Linked DNA regions of Ovis aries: region 2 is linked to region 1. The links are chromatin contacts, called in public Hi-C maps. All regions are on one chromosome and are shown on one strand. The core of a region is the stretch at or near the end of the contact, and the rest is flanking DNA. Distances in the headings are between cores, read along the strand shown. Region 1 overlaps FKBP5 (FKBP prolyl isomerase 5). Region 2 holds the start of FKBP5 (FKBP prolyl isomerase 5).

Region 1 (2,664 bases), core at 78-2,577:
AAAAGCACTGACACAGCCATTGGCAATTTACTGATAAGCTTCAGTGGATTATAAATCTGTTCTTAATATTACAAAACAAAATTAAATCATGTTGCTACCAACATCATCACACACTGTCACACGGTTTCAAGTATAATCTCATAGCACTGTGGTCGAAAAGATGCTCGATACAGTTTCAGTTTCCTTAAATCTACCAAGGCTTGCCCTGTGGCCCAGCGTGTGATCTGTCCTAGGCAATGTTCCATGTGCACTTGAAGAGAATGTGTATTCTGTGCTTCTGGATGGACTGCTCTATAACTACCAATTAAGTCCCTCTTGTCTTAATTGTCACATGTCATTTAAGGCCTGCGTTTTATGATTTTTCTGTCTGGATGATCTGGTCACTGATGTAAGTCCCCCACTATGATTGTGTTACTGTCATTTCTCCTTTTATGTCTATTAACAGCTGCCTTATATACTGAGGTGCTCCTGTGTTGGTCTGTTGTATCTTCGTGGATTGATCACGTGGTTTCAAATGTGCCCTTGGGGCTGTGACTGAGCACAGGCTTGCTGTGGTGTACTACAGTACTACTCAGCAGTGAGAGGGCGCCTAAGTGGGCCAGGGCCACAGGGCCACGATGGGAAGGGGTGGGGGTTACTTTACTGAAATGGAAACAAGAAAGCCAAAGGGCTAAATAACCATGTGCAAAAGATCCCCTTTCCCCTATGTGAAACCACTTTGTGCCGTGAAGACAACTTTGGAGGATCAGGACTTCAGAAGACATTACCTGACAACAGGCAATAGCCGTGAAAAGAGTAGGTGTGTGTTTGTGTTATGATTAGGAGCATCACCATAAGGAGAGGATCCCAAAGCTGTCCTCCTCTTTCTCAGCCCAACATTAAGAGGCCCTCAGGACAATGATTCCCTTTCTGTGTCTAATAACATAAAAATGGTCATGTTTCTAGTCAAAGCTTAAAGTAAGGAACATCGAGGTAGTGCTGGGAGGGAATGAAAGATGTCTACAAAATGCACTCCCAAGGCTCTCAGGGAAGGGAGACTTTGGTGGGGCAGGGACATAGCTGGATGTGACAGTGTACCCAGCTCAGGCAAATGTTTTGTTTGTCCAGGGAAGCTGCTGCCGGGAGCCTCCAGAGGTGGATCTGAGATGGAAGTATGCTCAAGGAGGTGTGCCATTTCTGGATCTTGAGGCCAACACTTTTTTCTACTTGGACAGGTATGAAAAGAAAAGGTCTAGGGTCAACAGATTTGTTCCTTGTGTCCCTTGTCACGGAGCCTGGTGGCCCACGAAGCCTTGTATTTTGGATAATAACTTGGAGCCACACTGACGGCCTCTTCGCAACTCCTGTGAAGGGTACAATCCGTTCAGCCCTGGAAGACTGCACCCCACTCCCCCAAGGAGCTGCTTGGCAAGAACATGAACCTTTTTGTCTTCAACCCAGGAAAAAAAGTACAAAAAGAACAAGTCTAGGAACAAATAAGGGAACAAGTCTTGGCTTCTACCCAAAAAAGTTAATAATAATAAAAAAAAGGCTGACACATAGGAACAAAATAAGAACACTGAGCTCCTTGGTTGCGTATCAGCTGTGCTGCATCAGTTGTCCGGTGCTTTAGGAGCAGCATCAGAGACAGGGGACAAACTTGGTCATGGAAAGCATGACACAGAAACAAATACCATCTATCTATACCATCTGGTAATGTCAGATACTAATTTACAGGAAGTAGATGGAGAAGAAAATCTGTCATGATTTCAGAGAAGTTGGTATTTTCTCACCTTTTCGAAGCTCTTAAGCGTAACTTCATATATAAGCTCAGCATTAGGTTCAATGCCAAATTTAGGCTTCCCTGCCTCTCCAAAACCATATCTGAAATGGAGAGGGGAAAAAAAAACAACTTTAAAGAACTGGTCTATTTCCAGGCACCTCCTTCGGTATCTTGAGGCATCACATTAGCATAGAGCTCTCATTTGCAAACTACACACATCAGAGACCCTGAAGATAAACCAGATGTTGGTCAGAACATACGGTGCCAAGTACCGCTGCTGTGGTTTTTAAGAAGCCAGGCTCCATTTAGTCTTCTTCCTTACATTCCTCTGTGATGCAACACCTGGACTCCTTGGGACAGCTTGCTTAATATAACTGTAAATGTCACTGTCTTTTTCTCTGCTTGATTTTATATTTGGTTCTTTTTATAAAAAAGCCATTATTTGATTGTCTTTTTCTCTGCTTGATTTTATATCTAGTTCTTTTTTAAAAAACAGCCACTATTTGACTATCAGGGCTGAAGCTTCATCAGGACCTAGAGAAGACAGACACTATAATTGTTATAGTGCTATGTGGGAGAGTTATGTTTTAATGAGCTTTTAACTTGAAAATGCTGTCCCCTTCCAGAAGTGCCATTTCCAGTCAGATAAATGGGGGAAAAGGATCACACACCAGAAAGGATATATATCCTCACAGTATTTCTTCAAGACTTTTAGAAAGCATAATAGAAAACACAAAATATATAATTTAAAAAACCAGCCCCAGCAAGCTCTAAGGCCTCATCAAGAGAAATACCCTGCACTGCATTCCCATAGCTCCCTGGCTGTAACTCTACAAAACACTGCATTTTTTAGCCAAAACTTACTGAATACAATTACTGAGGATATAGAAATTTGTTTTTTT
Region 2 (2,664 bases), core at 79-2,578, 110 kb after region 1:
AGTAAATCCAAAACCACGAGCTCAAACTGCTTCATGCAGAATTTACTGAATGGCGGCCAAACGTTGTACACTCTGTCCTGAACCACAGCGAAGGATATCTCGAGCTCTGCATTCTCCATTTACAACTTGTACCTTACTATGCATGCTTTCACCACCACTGCAGAAACCGATTTTTAAACTAAGATGTTCCTCCCGGCCAAGTCAATGGAAAGAAGGCAATCTACCCGCTGGCGACACTCCCCACCTTCCCCACCCACCCCGCACCCCAAGCAATACTAGTTTTTGACTCCTATACTGCGGTCAGCACACCTTAAAAAAAAAAAAATCATTATGGGAGAAGGCGTTACAAAGCCCCCGGAGAACTGAATTACCGAACCCTGAAACAACTTTTCAGTGGCTCTCACCTGGCACTTGGGATAATCACCTGTTGGAACGGCGCTGCCCCGGTCCCCTCTTACCGGCAGTCGAGGGCGGGGAGGCCGTGTTCCCAGTCACTGGTCCCCCTCCCGGGGCGGCAGGTGAAAGACGGGGAACGCGTATATCCACACCCACCGCCCCGGGAGCGCAGACCGAAAGCCGGGGACCGCGGCTGCGGCGGGACGCTCCGTTATCCCTCCCCTCGGCGGGCCCGCCAGGTGAGCGAGGCTCCATCGCGGCCGCGATGCGTCCCGGCGCACGGCTCACCGCCGGCCCACTTCTCCCGCCGCCCGGGCCCGGGAGACCGAAGTTTCTCTCCCGCTCGCGGCGGCCGCGGCTCACGGGCCGCCTGGCTCTCGGGCGCCGGGCCGCGGGCGAGTCGGGGGCCGCCGAGACAGGAGCCGGAGCCGGGACCTGTTACCCAGGGCGGGAAACCAAAAAAAAAAAAAAAAGCCGAGTGAGGACCAGCGGGGCGCGACCGGCCTCGTCTTCCCAAGGGAGAGCGCGGCAGGGGCGGGGAGCCGCTCCCGCGGCCGCCCGGCTCCGCGCCTCCCGGAGGCGAAGGGAGCCCCGGCCCCGCTCGCCCGGCGGGGCGCAGAGGATTCCCGCGGGGGAGCCTGGGCGCCTCCAGCGCGCCCGCTCCGAGGCGTCTCGGCGCCGCCCGCCCCGCAGCGCGGTTCCCGGGCTGGGGCGCCGCGTGAGGAAGCGGCACAGCGGCGGCAGGACCGCGAAGGAGGGAACGCGGCTCCCGGGGCCGGGCGGCCACCCCGCCTCATCCCCCCCGTGGCCATGGCGCCGGTACCTGTCGCCGTGGCGGCTCGCCCGTTCTGTCGCTCTGCCTCAGCCGCGCGCCGCCAGCCCCTCAGCCCGCCCAGCAGGCCGCCAGCGCGCCGGACGCCGCCGCCGGAGACTGGCAGCGCCCGCGAAGCGGCCAGAGTCCCCCCGGGCAGCGCCCGGCGCAGTCCCGCCCCCGCGGGCCGCAGGACCCGCCTCCCATAGGGCCCCGGGGCTGTCAGTCCGCCCCAAAAGACGCGCGGGCTGTCGCTCCTCCTATCCCGATTGGCGGCCGAACGCCGTCCATGCAAATAAGGCCCCGCCCCCGGCCATTTGCACCTCCGCCTTGGTGTAACCTCCGCCTCCCCCACGCCAGCCCACGTGTCTGGCCCTTGCCCCTTTGTGGGCGCTGTAGGGAAGAGAGGGAGGAAACTGAACGACGCCCCCTCACTCCATCCCTTACCTCCGGGGAAACTAATGCCCAAGCAAGCTAGTGGACTTCACATTGGGACCTCTCTCTGACAGTTCTGCCCTCCTGTCCGCCCACCCGACCTGATTCGCGGAAGGAGAGGGGCAGGCCAGGCTTGTTTGCGTCAGGTAAGCAAGCTAGGTTAGCCCCGGGAAACAATACCAGGGGAACTGGTATTGTCCATTTGGAACTGGGGGGAAAAAATCCCATCTGGAGAAACCATAGCACGTAGCACTTGCCTCTGGACACTCAGGGACTGTTAAGACTAGGCTTTCCCTCCGTCTTCTACCTTTCAAACATGAGATCCCAGGTGACTGAGACAGCAGAGGATTTCTGTGTTTTCTTAAAAGATGTCTGTGTTCTCTGCCGCCTGCCAACGGGTAGGTCTGCTGAGCAGCTGGACTTCAGGAGGGGGCTCAGGGCCCCTGGAGTGTAATGGCCAAACCAAGATTGGGATGAAGGGGACTGAGCTAGCAGCTCCTGGGCCTTAGGGAGTGGCTCGCTCAATCTCATTCTTGAGGAAACAGGAACCTGAAGTCCCACAACTGTGGAGCTTAATAATCACCTATTGAAACCTAACATCTCCTAACTCCACATCTGGCCTCAACACTATATCACCTAGGGTCATTTAGGTATTTATGAAGAGTTTCTTCTGCAAATAACCATCCCTGCCTTCAAGAGGTGCCACCTGCAGAAACAACCACTAGAGCTGACGCTGAAACCTCCTCAGTGAGGGCAAAGGCCCTGCTTCAGGGCCTAGAAGCTTACCTTTTTACCAGATGCCAAAGAGTGTCACTGAAACAGTTTATTTGTGCATTAATTCTGCATACTAATGCCAATCGTTTAAGCATCTACTGTGATTTTAATGGGGCTTCTCAGGTGGCGTGCTAGTGGTAGAGAACCCACCTGCCAAGGCCCGACCGTCAAGAGTCACGGGTTCAGTCCCTGGGTTGGGAAGATCCCCTGGAGGAGGGCATGGCAACCCATTCCAGTATTCTTGCCTG

Evidence for each region. A called contact is a pair of places that touch in the nucleus more often than the background predicts.
Region 2: a Hi-C map of tail adipose tissue shows a contact between it and region 1, with 1.7 times the contacts expected there. The contact joins the promoter of FKBP5 here to the enhancer-like site in region 1. A contact is called at or near these places in 3 of 16 Hi-C or Micro-C datasets (hypothalamus, skin fibroblasts and tail adipose tissue).

The regions. Positions count from the first base shown.
Region 1 is chr20:9,713,889-9,716,552 of ARS-UI_Ramb_v3.0, forward strand. FKBP5 (FKBP prolyl isomerase 5) reads right to left here. Exons shown (of 11, transcript XM_060403119.1): 7 at 1,773-1,863. LOC121817390 (a long non-coding RNA gene) reads left to right here. Exons shown (of 3, transcript XR_006057275.2): 3 at 1,108-2,209. Among named protein-coding and RNA genes, the nearest start is that of FKBP5, 110 kb to the right of the region's middle. Within about 2 kb of position 1,328, at least 16 of the 54 cell types and tissues checked have an H3K27ac peak or open chromatin away from gene starts, as enhancers often do. A contact at or near this core is called in tail adipose tissue, where this site is marked.
Region 2 is chr20:9,820,448-9,823,111 of ARS-UI_Ramb_v3.0, forward strand. It overlaps FKBP5 (FKBP prolyl isomerase 5), which reads right to left and starts at 1,329. Exons shown (of 11, transcript XM_060403119.1): 1 at 1,220-1,329.